Regions from separate parts of the Ovis aries genome. Here region 2 is linked to region 1. A link is a contact called in public Hi-C data. All regions are on one chromosome and are shown on one strand. The core of a region is the stretch at or near the end of the contact, and the rest is flanking DNA. Distances in the headings are between cores, read along the strand shown.

Region 1 (6,647 bases), core at 867-3,366:
ACGAAGAGGCCTCCCCTGCCCACCTCACAGCTTGTTCACCCTCCTACCTGCCCTCCTCCTCTGCAGTCTCTTTGAAAGCATTTGTTTTAAGCGTGTTTCTCCTTTTTGGCTTTTTGTTCATTTGTGTATGTTGATGAATGTTGAAGATCTGTCTCTCCTCCCAGACCGTAAGTCCATGAAGGCAGCAAGCTGCTTTGTTCACCCCTGTATTCCTAGCACACAGCCAAGTCCTTTGACATATACTCAGGGCTTAATACAGACTTGTTGAGTGGCCGGAAGCAGTTTAGAGCTGAGAAGTAGGAGAACAGTGTTTCACTTCCCTTTCCACCCTCTCCGTCTGTTCAGGTGAACGTCTGGCCAAGCCCGAGAGAGGCAAAATGAGGGTGCACAAGATCTCCAATGTCAACAAGGCCCTGGACTTCATAGCCAGCAAGGGAGTCAAGCTGGTGTCCATAGGAGCTGAAGGTGAGTAGGGCCTGCCCCCTGGCTGTCCCCTACCCCCGTCCCACCCCTCTGCATCCAGCCGGATTTTCTACCCCCACCTCTTGGTTCTCTTGGCCTTTTCTAGCCTGACTCCTAGACCCACACATCCATGGGCACATTTGGAAGTAGGGCTCCCAGCACGTGGCTAGCCAGTGGATCCTTCATGTAAAAACATCACTTTCTGTCTAGTCTCTGTACCTTGGTGACCGTGACCTCAACCCCCCCACCCCCTCTCACCCCCCACGCCCTGCTGAATCATAGCGCTGTGGGATCCGTGGGATCTGCGTGTGTGAAATGCCACCTCCCCCTTCTGCAGGCCTGGCTGTGCTCCCCTGTCCTGAGCACAGAGTTCTGCAGTCTGGGGAGAGTGTGTGGACATCGGTGCGTATAGGGAGCGCCTGCAGGATGGCTGTCCAGAAGGCTTTAGGAACTTTTTTTTTTTGGCCACACTGCGAGACATGAGGGATCTTAGTTCCCGGACCAGGGATCAAACCCGTGTCCCCTGCACTGGAAGCATAAAGTCTTAACTGCTGGACTGCCAGGGAAGTCCCAGGAATATTCTTGATAACATTTCCCTGCAGAGCAGCTTCTTGAATTTTTTCCCTTTTACTTAAAAAAAAATTTGTTTATATACCTGAAACTAACACCAGATTGTAAATCAGCTATACTTCAATCTTTAAAAATTGTTTAAAGTTCAGTTTAAACCATTATTAGCATGTTCTTAATGGTTAGAAGCCGGTGGCACAGTTTCTTGTGTGCGGTTCTGAAGGACTTGGAGAGGGTCAAGGTGATTAGAATAAAGTACCATAACCAGGCCCCATGAGGACTGTGTCCCGTGGATTCATCAATGGATTGGGCACCTCTGTGGTGCCAGAGATTAAAAGGTGAGTAGTATACAGTCTCCATTCATTCACTGTAGATATAACCTTGACTGTGATTACTGATCACCTGTTCTGCAGCAGGCACTGTGCTAAACCCCTTTGTACCAGTGATCTCATTTCATCCTCGCCATAGCCCTATGAGATGGCTCAAATTGTTATCCCCATTTTACAAAAAGAAAACATGTGCCTAATGAAGATTAACTTGTCCAAAGTCCCATCTTCAGCAAGTGGTAAAGCCGGAACTCAAATCCAGGTCAGAGTGACACTAGAGAAATGCCCCAGAGGGTGGCCTTTCCTTACAGAGGGTGCAGGGTGTTGTTCCAGTAAATCCATAGCAGCTGATCTTTTTCTCTGGTTGATGATCTGAAAGTCCTCCTTCTTTTTTCTGAAAATTGAGGGATTTGATGTGGCAAAATCAAACTGAGAAACTTGAGCACAGGGGCTGGCAAACTACAGTCCGTCGGGTCAAACCTGGCTGACCCAGGCTTTTGTAAATATTGGAACACGGGCACACCCATTTGTTTACATATTATTGGCTGCTTTCCTGCTGCAGGCAGAATTGAATAATTGTGTCAGAGACCATATCCCCGCAAAGCTGAAAATATTTCCTATCAGGCCCTTTACAGGAAAAGCTTGCTGACCCTTGCCTTATCAGGGACTCAGGCTAGCACTTGGGGTCATTGTGGGTGGTGCCTTCTGGGTCCCATCCCGAGCTGTGAGGCAGAGCTCCTGTCTCCTGCATCCTTGTGGCCCCAGCTCCCAGCGGCATGCTGCACAGTCAGTGCTCAGTAAATGTTTGACGGCCTCGTGTACAGCAGGGTACCGAAGAAGAAAAGAATTGTTTGTTCTCTTAGGGAGGAATCAAGACTGGGCAGAAAAAGTTTCAGCTAAGCAGGGATGGGAAGCCAAAGAAATTACCACTCTGGTGGTCTGCTACAAGCTCAGATGCCCCTGGGGCAGGGAGGTAGAGGATGTGTGAGGTGGGCCAGATGTGTGAGGTGGGTGACAGTAGGGATGAGTGGGGAGAAGTGGGAAAAACACGTTCTTCTAAGCAGGGCAGCTGCTGTGTAGATCTAACCAATTGTTGCTGAGTGAGAATACATATCCAGTGTTGCCAGATGTTCTGATTTTTTCAAAAGAAGCCAGAAATCCAGATTTTTATAAAGGAGAATGTAACAACTACCATAATATATATATATATATATATAGGGAGAGAGAGTCCCAGGTGGTGCTAGTGGTAAGAACCCGCCTGCCAGTGCAGGGTACAGAAGAGCCTGGGTTTGATCCCTGGGTCTGGAAGATCCTCTGGAGAAGGGAATGGCTTCCCACTCCAGGATCCTTGCCTGGAGAATCCCATGGACAGAGGAGCCCGATGGGTTACAGTCCATGGGGTCGCAAAGAGTCAGACACAACTGAAGCGACTTAGTGTGTGCACACGCGCACACGCACACACACACGTATGTATGGTAGTAGTGTTAGTCGCTGCATTGCAGGCAGATTCTTTACTATCTGAACCACCAGGGAAGCCCGTGTGTGTGTCTCTGTGTGTCTGTCTGTGTGTGTGTGTCTGTATGTCTGTGTCTGTGTCTGTGTGTCTGTGTGTGTGTGTCTGTGTCTGTGTGTGTGTGTGTCACTGAATACCAAAGGGGAGGAAGAAAGAAGATGGGCAAGAGTAGCACTTGCTGAGGTCCAGATCTGCGGCTGGCCAGACAGGACAGAATGCTTTAACAGGCTTGTTTCACCAGCCATATTTTACAGTCAAGGAAGCGAAGGCTCAGAGGAGTTGCTAGAATGGAAGTGTGTAGTATGTTGACCACAGGGTCTGGGCCAGATGGCTTCCATTTGGCAGAACGCAGATTAAACCCCAGGGGTTTGGACTCCAGAGCTGAGGTCTAAACCTCTCCAATCACCAGGGCACTGCTGCCTCTCTGCAGGGGTCCAGGACAGAACCTTCATGTCTGATTTTCCTCAGCTGTGAAGTGGCGGGTCACACTAGCTGTGTGGTCTCAACAGAGGGGTAAGGAGCACAGCCAGACAGGGGCATAAACTCTAACCACCACCTCTGTTCTCCCAGGAGGTCACTTAACCTAGCTGGCTGGAGTTTTCTAGTTCCCTTGACACAGACCTTGCTTCTTGAAAGATTTCTAAAGCTGCCTTTAAAATGAGACATTCCAAGCCTTCCTGCTACCTTTAGGCGAGGGCTTCCCTCTTTGAATCCTCTCTCCCAGTTTAAGCCAATGCATTAATAATAACCTATATGGGAAAAGAATCTGGAAAATAATGAATGTCTATATGTATACCTGAATCGCTTTGCTGTACACCTGAAATTAACACATTGTAAATCAACTATACTGCAATTAAAAAAAAAAAGAGAGATCGAGCACCAAGATCATGCCAGGACCGCCGCGCTGCTGAGCCAGGAAACTGGATGAGGCCCAGAAAGGGTTTTGTTTATTTTAATGAAATGAAGTTTGCTGCTGTAGACGATCAAAGGCATTGGAATGGATCACCCAGAAGGAGCTCGCCTGGGGTTGGGGTGGGAGGAGACGTTGCCATTTATCCTGGCAGGGGAGCCTTGGGGACCAGATTTGGGCCCCAGTGAAAGACCCCAGACCTTTGAAGGATGATCAGCTGGGACAAGGTCTTGATGCCGGCTGACCCTGGTAGGAGGCACCAGGCCTGGAAGGGAGATCCTGTGGGCAGCCCAACTGTGGAAAACACACAGAACCTTAGGGGATGGAGTGGGTGCTCTGGGAAAGGCATCGGTTCCCTGACACCAAAGATGTTCATGTGGAGGTCGGAGGCAAGGTGCATCCATGCCACACGAGAAGTTAGAATAGATGCATTTCTTGTGTGATACTTGATTCTAGAATGTCTAGACTTCATGGGATTGAGACTTGACCTGGGTGAGTGGTTGGGATTTAACCAGATGAGAGCACCTGAGAAGGAATTTTCATCTTAAAATCTAGAGGCAGGGAACGCCTGATAGCTTTGGGTGCCAGAGCCTGGGAGTGGGCTTGATGATTTAGCATCTGTCCTTAGGTTGGATGGTGGCCATTGGTCTGGGCAGTGGTGACCCCCCAGGGTGGAGGGTCTGGTTTTCTACCACATGGAGTTTCTTCAGCATCATTGATTCCACTGTCTGAATACTGCCTGCCTGGAGTGGGACCAAGAGAGAGGCAGGTTCTGAGTAAAAGCAGGATATGAACAGCTTCTTAGGTAGCTGTGGTCTACGAATGGCATTTTCCCACACCCGCAGCAGACTATCTGTCATCGTGGCTTTCCCCCCAGGGGCCCGGTTACAGCCGTGGCACCCTCCTTTTGGACTCAGTGTATCAGACCATAAAGATACCTGTGAGACGGACAAACTTACTTCAAATATAGAACTGCCTAGTGAAGGGATCCATTCTGGGGAGGGTTTTTGAAGGTCAGGGGGGCTTAGGTAGACACGGGGATGAAAACAAATCGCTCTCCTTGCCTGTACTCGGCTCCTCTGTTTTTTGGCATGTAACCGCTTCCTTGGTAGGAGTTAAGAATTCAGTAAGCAAACTCCCCAGGGGTTCGGTGTTTCTGGAAGAGAAGAGAAGTAAGATGGCAAGACCCAGGGAGGAAGCTGTCTTGTCTTCCTTGGTATTGGGAGGACCCTGAGCTCAAGGCCAGCAGGAGGCTGGGTTATTTAGCCTTTATGCTGGCAAAGACTGAAGGCAGGAGGAGAAGGGGGATGACAGAGGAAGAGATGGTTGGATGGCGTCACTGACTCAATGGACATGAGTTTGAGCAAGCTCTGGGAGATGCTGACGGACAGGGAAGCCTGGCGAGCTGCAGTCCATGGGGTCACAAAAAGCTGGACACAACTGAGCAACTGAACGACAAATGGAGGTGGGTGGGTACACACACACCCCTCCATCCCCCAGGTCAAGAGGGACTGGCATTGCAGCCTTGACTCCTAAAAAGGCATTACCACCTGGAGTTTTTCTTGATGTTGAAAAAAATTTCTCCTTGATTTGAGCTGGTGTCCATAAAATTTAATACCTGATTTTTGTCTTCTTCTGTAATTACAAAGATTTTTTCCAAATCATCAAAAAATTGTAATTATGATTTTTAATGGCTGTGCTAATTATCTGTTTGTTGAGCACAAGTGTGCTCTGTTCCAGATCTGCGTCCAGTCCTAGAGGAGCCTGAACGCTGCCGTGTTCTCTGCCCATTCACGCGCCTGTGGTTAGTGTCCTCCATTCATTCGCTCGTTTAACAGATGTTGATGGAGGGCTTTTTCTGTGCCAGGCACAGTGCTGGGCTCTCAGCAGTCCTGTAAAACAGAAAACATCTTTGTCCTCAGGGAGCTTATGTTCTAGAAGAGGGAGAAAGAAAATACATGTATCAGTTGCAGGAGAGTAAAGAGGGAGATTCAGGAAGGGCTTTGTGAGAAGATGAAGGGTGAGTGGAGGCAGGAGGGAGGTGAGGGATATCCCGGGAGAGGGGAGCAACAGGGAGGCCGTGTGACTTCAGGGGTAGGGGGACGGGGTCCCAGAGGCCCCACCAACCGCTGCGTTTGAGTGGGGTGGGAAGCCTTGGGTGTTTTGAGCACAGGGAGTGACGGCGTCTGGGGTTTACTTGGTCACGCCTTGTATTTTGTGCACGGGATTTCCAGGGTGGGGTCATGATAAGTAACCTGGCAGCAAGTGCCTTTATCCACCAGCCTTACTCTACATGTCACGCCACTGGCTAACTGGGGCGAGAGAGAGAATTTTACTCTCAAAAAGTTGAGCGACTTCAAGATGCCTTGCTCCCTGTTGACAAATTATTTCCCCAAAAGGTGTTTCTTTAAAACGAATTTATACTTCTAGCCACAGGGTGATAGCCACACGGCTCTCTATCCTTAGATTGATGCCATCGTCACCGTCATCATGTGTATTTGCTTGTTTTTAACTTTGTTCATTTAATAGCTGGGAAAATGGTATATCTCTAATTACAAGTGAGTTTGACATTCTTGTAAGTTGGTTGTTTGTATTTCGTGTTTTGTAAAGTGTCTGTTCATGTTTTTTGCCAACTCCTGTATTATGAATTTAGACTTTTTTATCTTACCAATTTATATAAGCACTTTGAATGTTACAGATGCAAAACTGTTGGGAGTCACAAGTGAAAGAGCATTTTAAACATAGCAAACCTTTAGGAGGGGCTTCCCCAGCAGTCCTGGGGTTAAGACTTCATGCTTCCACTGCAGGGAGGCCTGATCAGGGAACTAAGATCCTGCGTTCCATGAGATGTGGCCAAGAAATAAAATAA
Region 2 (7,520 bases), core at 3,287-5,786, 180 kb before region 1:
TGACTACTTGGATTTATATTTAATAAAACAGCATGTTGAAAAAACTAAAATTGTGAATTAAATTATGTCAAATGGTCAAACATGCTAATACTAATAAATTTCAAATAAATCTTCCAGGCTCTAATTTAGATGTCTCCAGGCCCTTTCCAGCTCTGATTCCCTAAATGTATAAACTTTTTTCTTAAACTACTAGACTCTCTTTGCAAGATCACAGTGTCTTTTGAAACAGAGTGAGTTAATAGCGCTAATGTGGCCCTCATTTCTGTAGCATTTCCAATGCACAAGATCGGTATGTAATCTCACTTTCTTACCAGTAATTTGGTTATCCATGGACAATGAATAGTCATCCCTCTATAATAAAACAGTGTCCAGGTAGTCAAGGAGACTGACTACTAGAAAGATAAGTTACCTAGTAGTATATAATTGTTAATGTTCATGGTCATCCTAGTGAACTGTAAAATTGGAAGTATCTTCTGAATCATCATAATAAATACTTTTGAACCATACCATCTGACTTTTTAAAAATGTTATGAACATTATGAAGCTACAGAAGAATACTGGATGAATCAGAATATACCAGTCTCTAGTAGAAGCTGGATAAATGGAATTAAGTTAAAGTATATTTTAAAGCTAAATATAAACTCATTGGGAACTGTAAAGAGAAGCAAGTCATCCTGCTTTTCTAATTGTTGTAACTGCTGGCTCTGTATTTAATTTAAATTTTTTCTTTAATATTTATTCTTGAGTTATGCCATATGGAATATAAAAATTCTCTGAACAGATTGAAAATTTAAAAATAAGTGCATAAGCAATAAAGTCATTATTATTTTTAAAAATCCAGAATAAACTAGAGTATCTTGTTTTGCTGGCTGATGGTTTCTGTGTCTCTAATTCAAAAGACAGATATATTTCTTAAATACCATCCATGATAGTTAGGGTGGACACCACTGACTTCCCAGGGTCTTGACAAGTAACTTTGCTTATGTAGCTCAGGTAAATAAAAGAACTAATCATTTTAATATGTCTTTTCATTCAAGATGCTTGTTGTATCTTATTCCTATAAACTTAGTGGTAATTCAACTTTTGGAGATTGAAGAAAGGAACCGCAAAGTTAAATAACTTGTTTTAATGTAATCAAGGAGTCATCTTTGTCCTTTTTATTACCTTCTAGCCCACTGCGTAGAAACACCTTTCTGCCAGAATTCAGATGTGCAAGGCTGACGGGAGGTCCTGGTTATGAAATGCAGCGTTTTTTTTTTTTTTTGCAGACTCTCATCCTGCCTGCCTCATGCCTGATCCATGTGCTTTCTGCCTTTCAGTTCTCTCCTGCGGTATGGGGGCAACCTGTCCCTCCAAAGTGCCATGAGTGTGCGATTCAACAGCAATGGGACCCAGCTCCTGGCCCTGAGGCGTCGCCTGCCCCCCGTGCTCTATGACATCCACTCCCGCCTGCCTGTGTTCCAGTTTGACAATCAGGGTTACTTCAACTCTTGCACCATGAAAAGCTGCTGTTTTGCAGGAGATCGTGACCAGGTACGTGCCTTCTACCTCCTGCATCCCACATTCTTGCTTTCCTCTCATATTGTTCTTTATGTACTGGTCTTTATTTCTCTTTAGCCATGTCAGGTAGAAACAGTTGAAACAGTAAGGGTCTGGAGACATTCCATCTTAATAGTGTTTCTTCATCAGAATTGCCTTTGGATAATATGAGGTATACACCATAAACCACTATATAGTTCTGAGCAACCTAAATCTGCCAAGTTTGTGAACAGATTTTAAGACTCTAAGAATGTGTCGTATCAGAAGAGAGGAGGAAGTCCATAGAAAATTAGCCTGCCAAAAAGGACACCTTTTTTTTTTTTTTTTTTTGGTATCAGTGAAACACTGTGGGTACCAGCTAAGAGACATACATCCTGAATAGCCCTTTTGGGTGGCATCTTTTTCTTGGATGAAATGGGCTGTGCAACTTTGAGAGGAAGCCAGATGCTGACTCTCTTCCTTTATATTGCCAGCACCACAACTGGGAAGGAGAACCGAAGCTGTGAAGTTTCCTGCCTTTTCACAGTCTTACTGGGAGTCGAAATACTGATGTTGCCTTAGAGCTGGCAGTTTAAAAACATACCAGTACCTTGTCAATCTTGGCCATAGAAGTGCTGAAGTGAGTGTCAGTGAATGGACTGGTTGGACTGGTCTGAGTAACCAAGTTTTAGCGAAGGCAAATATAAAGGAAGACTGATCAAATAATGTGTTTTTTTTCTTCTTCTTCTGAAACACAACAAATCTCATTGCTGTTGCACATCTAGATTGGAAAAAGAAACCTTAGTTTCTTGCTAATTCTTTGTGTTCTCTTTGGATCCATCAGCTATGTCAGATTTTTACATATAATTCTCACATGCTGTATGCCACTGCTTTAAAGTTATCTGTGGGCAAGAGGCATAAAAGAAATAGTTATTTGAGAACTTGTGAAGATCCTATTTTTTTGAAAGCAGTAGCTAGGATTTTTCTCCCTAGCCGAGGTTGCTAGAGGCTCTCCAACATCATAGCTTAAGGATTAGCATATGTAGCAGGAACACAATAAAGCTTTTTAATTAGAGTTGCTTGTTAAAGAAGCTGAGAATATCTTCTAAGTTGCCCAGACTAGGGATTTCCCCTTTTGTAAATAGAGAATATATGTCTAAATTCAGAATTTATGTTCAAGTCAGGGCCTACTTAGCTGCGATCTACACTTAAAACCACTAGGTGGCCTCAGTTATATAAGTGATAAATTTCCCTTGAGAGACCACAATTCTTGATAGACTTAGTTTTTATTAGGCAGTTTGTTTCTTGGGTGGAAAGAAGCAGTTTCTAGAGATGAACTGACTCTTGATAGAACAAGTAGCTTTCTGCTCTGCCGATGGTTGATTTAGTTTCATTTAGCTGCGGAAATGACAACCAAGCACCTCCTCCCTCCCTCTCCACCTTTCTTCCTTGCTTTTGTTGATTTTCCATCTTCTGTCAACCTCTTATGCATGTGCGTTTTATTTCATTGAGCAATAAAGAGCAGGCTCTACTTCATGAAGTGGTTTATTAGGTTTTATTACCGGAGACACAGGGCCTGAGGAAAAGGAGAAAAGAGGTGAAGGGGAATGGATGCTGTGTTTTCTGTCGGTTTCTGTGTTAGCAGCCAGAACCTGTCTGCATGGAGTCCTTGAAAGATGGAGAACAAAGGCTTCTAACCGAGATGTAAGAGCACCTAGGCCATGATTTCTCCAGCTTGGCACTGTCCACATTTTGGTCAGATAATTCTTCCTTGTGAGGGCCTGTCCTGTGCATTCTAGGATAGTTAGCAGCATTCCTGGCCTCTCCCCACTAGATGCCAGTGTCATCTCTCCTAACTTTCCCCAAAACAACCAAAAATGTCTCCAGACATTGCCAGTTTATCTCCTGGGTGGAGAATTGCCCCAGGTGAGAACTTTTGCCTTAAGTTGCAGTTATGAGATACGTAGGGACAAGTGGGCTTCCCTGATAGCTTAGTTGGTAAAGAATCTGCCTGCAATGCGGGAGACCCTAGTTCAATTCCTGGGTCAAGTGCAGGTATTACCATAGTGAGAACCACGTGAGTTATTTTGTGGTGATCCTGGTCATCTACATTGACAGGATGCAGTGCTTTTTGCCTTTCAGGTTATATATAATGATAAAAACATGGGAAGGCTTTTGATTTTCTCTATTCAGATTTGACGAATATGTACGTCTTATGGGAAGAGTTTGTGGGTAATGTATCCTTTCTGACAAACTAGACTGTTTTTTGGATGGGCTAAGTGATTTGCCATGGATAAAGGAGGGTGGGAAGTCACTGAGTCTTAACGTCAGATCCATTTCAGAGTTAGTCTATTTATATTCCCCATATAGATTATCAGAGTATATGACCTAGGGAATGAGACGCACAGAGATTATGTGTGGCTGTTTTCTTCACCCCTTAGGGACTAAGAAATGTAGCTAATTCATCATTGTCTTGTCTCCAATGCCTGGTGTACTGAGAGCACAATAAATATTTGTTGAAGTGAATCTTAAGTATTTTAGTCAGTGTGTGGTTTTTAGCTTTCTGGGCCTAAGGCTTGTCTAACTGTAAGTCAGGACTGATAATACCTGTTTTCTTGCTCAACTTCTAGGAGCTTTAGGAGGATGATTAAATAATGGATTTTCAGTGAAACTAATCAGCTGAGCTTATACTTCTAAGTGTTACACAGGAGTTGTCTCATTTCTGAAACATGTCTCTCAAAGGTGATTTATGGCCTCTGCCTTTACACACTTTGGGCTGAAGCAGAGGCTGCCATAGTTACTGTATGATCTGTAAGACTGATACTCTTTGACTAGTTCGAACAGGATCTTTTTAGCTGCTTTCAAATTCCAGAGCCTACTCTTTCCTTCTATCAGGTCTTTGTATTTGGTCTTGTTCTTGTATACTTTGAGAACGCCCACAGCCTGAAGCTCTGTGCTCTGCAACTCTTCATTTAGTCATAGGCTGGGTAAGTAACCATCCCAGAGAGGAATCTGAGCATTTCCATAATAGGAATGAACATGGTCAGGAAAGGCAGTGAGTGACTTATCTATCTGAGACAGTCTTCTGGCTTTTCATTACAATGAGATTACGCAGTCCACCCAAATCAAAACATTATGTAAGAGAGTCTGTATTTCTTATTAGACTATCATAGGTTTACTAGGTAATTCATTAGGCCCAGAATGAAACTAACATTTCAAGATCTTGGACTTGGAATAAAGTGTAAAACTGAATAGTGTTTTGTGTCTTTTGCATGCTCATTGCCACCATTGTGGATCAGTTCTAATTATAGAGCTTTTAGAGATTTTGTTCAGTCCGTAGGAGGGCCTTCTACAGATGAGAAAACAGGCTCAGAGATTTAGGTTAAAACAAGTTAAAACATACAAGTTTGAGTAGGACTAGAACCCAGATTTTTGAGGTCTCAATAGAGGCTCCTTTTTGCTGTATAGAAGGTCACAATTTAATGCCAACAAAAGCAAGGCAAGCAGCAAAGACGAATGAGTTGGGCTAGAAGTAAGCAATAGTGAGTGGTGGGGACTATAGCCACAACTTAGATTTATCCTCCCTAAATCTAAGTGAACGCCATGTAAATGAAGCTTTGACCAAGCTTCAGCCTATTGTGGCCAAGAGGGCCTTTGGTTTTTTTCAAGAGAAACCAAAAATAAAGATTTGTTATGTGACATTTCTGTCCTTTATTGTGCCCATCTTTGCATGAAATGTTTCCCTTGGTATCTCTAATTTTCTTGAAGAGATCTTTAGTCTTTCCCATTCTATTGTTTTCCTCTATTTCTTTGCATTGATCACTGAAAAAGGCTTTCTTATCTCTCCTTGCTATTCTTTGGAACTCTGCATTCAAATGGGTATATCTTTCCTTTTCTGTCTAGTCAAAGCTCTGGTTTTTCCAGTAGTCAGGTATGGATGTGAGAGTTGGGCTATAAAGAAAGTTGAGTGCCAAAGAATTGATGCTTTTGAACTGTGGTGTTGGAGAAGACTCTTGAGAGTCCCTTAGACTGCAAGCAGATCCAATCAGTCTGTTTTGAAGGAAATCAGTCCTGAATATTCATTGAAAAGACTGATGCTGAAGCTGAACTCCAATATTTTGACCACCTCATACAAAGAACTGACTCATGGGAAAAGACCCTGATGCTGGGAAAGATTGAAGGTGGGAGGAGAAGGTGACGACAGAGGATGAAATGGTTGGATGGCATCACCGAATGGACATGAGTTGGAGTAAACTCTGGGAGTTGGTGATGGATAGGGCAGTCTGGCGTGCTGCAATCCGTGGGATCTCAGAGTCGGACACGACTGAGTGACTGAACTGACTAACTGATATGAAGTTTCTTGAATTTTAAGTATTGCACCAAATTCATACTTCATTGTATGAATTAAATGAACAGGTGCACCTGTTCTGTTCTAGAGCCACAAGTTTCAAACCTCTGCTTCAGCAGGAAAACATCCATTTTTCCTACTGAACCTGTTTCCTACTGAACCTGTCCTAACTTCATGCCCTTTCCCCCTTCCATCTTATAAAATAAGAAGACAGATATTTGCCGAGCATCTACTGTGTGCCAGATGCTGTGGTAGACGCAGTTGCATGACTGCCAGTTTGTATCCCCTTTGAGACTTTCATTCAAAGCCCTGTATACACTCTGTCACCCCCACTTTTGGCTACAGATACACGGTTTATTTATTGCTATATAATAATAATAATAATAATATAGGGCTTCCTTGGTGGCTCAGACGGTAAAGAATCTGCTTGCAGTGTGAGAGACCTGGTTTCAGTCCCTGGGTTGGGAAGATCCCCTGGAGGAGGGCACGGCTACCTGCTCCAGTATTCTTTCCTGGAGAATCCCCGTGGACAGAAGAGCCTGGTGGGCTACAGTCCATGGGGTTGGTTGCAAAGAGTTGGACACAACTGAGTGATTAAGCACAATCTTATTCAAATTTGATAATGTCTGTCATCAGATAAGGTGACATAAGTGACATCAGATTGGTTGGGTATCAACAGGAACAATTAGCCCCAAATAAAGCCTTAACTTTTTTTTAAGGTAGCCTACCTTCCAGTCTTGCAGTATAATGAGGAGTCTTTCAGTAAAACACCAAATAGCATTCCTTCCTCTGGAGGCTGCCTAAATCTAAAGGATTCTCCTCCTTGCTTTTGTATCATACTTGGATTTTTGTTTGTTTGTTTTCCCTCTTCTCCCTGAAGCCTGACTAGGTACATTCTGTCTCCCAAGCTTCATACTCCCCTCTGTATACTTAGTGAGTCAGTCCCTTAACAGGGTTAAAAAAGAAGGCCAGTTTTCCACCTGCTAGCTTTTCTGGCACTCACTTTTAAGACAGCGCTCGGTTTTTGTTCCTTTTCTTTCACAGTGCCTTAAATGGCTCTTGCCCCAGATTGCTCGAGTCCAGCGGAATAGCTCAGGCTTCTGGGAAATAAGTCTTTCAGGCTAATGGGTTTGTGTGGCTTGGAGATAGACTGTGGTAATTTAAAAATCTTCTCTTGCTTTAGTCTCATTTAACACCTTGTCTAATAGTCCCTATATCTTGCTGAAAGTGGGAGAGGGAATAGTTTTATGGAAAGGACTGAGCCCTTGAGTGTCTGAACATTGGTATCATTTACACAGGTCTTTCTTTTGAACTTGATAGATGGCAGAACCCCTAAAGTCATGATAATTAAGTCATCATATCTCATCTCCTTACTTGTACCCTGTGAAGCCAACAAAATAGCCTTGTATACCTGGCTTGGCCTCAGACGTTACATCACCGCTCAACCTTTCTGTGTTGACATTGTATGGGCATAGCAGAGGTATAGGAATCTGTCAGGAAGTGCGATCCAGGCCAGTAAAGCAACCTAGAAAGTTATAGCTTTGCTTTTTTCTTTTTCCCTAATAATTCCATGCAGTGAAGGACAGGGAAGCCTAGCGTGTTGCTGGGGTCGCAAATAGTCAGACACGACTGAGCGACTAAACAAAAGCAACAG

Evidence for each region. A called contact is a pair of places that touch in the nucleus more often than the background predicts.
Region 2: a Hi-C map of liver shows a contact between it and region 1, with 4 times the contacts expected there. The contact joins two enhancer-like sites. A contact is called at or near these places in 11 of 16 Hi-C or Micro-C datasets (blood, hypothalamus, liver and 5 more).

What each region holds. Positions count from the first base shown.
Region 1 is chr7:78,786,115-78,792,761 of ARS-UI_Ramb_v3.0, reverse strand. ACTN1 (actinin alpha 1) reads left to right here. Exons shown (of 22, transcript XM_027971947.2): 3 at 346-465. Among named protein-coding and RNA genes, the nearest start is that of TRNAG-CCC, 9.7 kb to the left of the region's middle. Within about 2 kb of position 2,116, at least 8 of the 54 cell types and tissues checked have an H3K27ac peak or open chromatin away from gene starts, as enhancers often do.
Region 2 is chr7:78,969,502-78,977,021 of ARS-UI_Ramb_v3.0, reverse strand. DCAF5 (DDB1 and CUL4 associated factor 5) reads left to right here. Exons shown (of 9, transcript XM_027971948.3): 6 at 1,320-1,533. Among named protein-coding and RNA genes, the nearest start is that of DCAF5, 52 kb to the left of the region's middle. Within about 2 kb of position 4,536, at least 8 of the 54 cell types and tissues checked have an H3K27ac peak or open chromatin away from gene starts, as enhancers often do.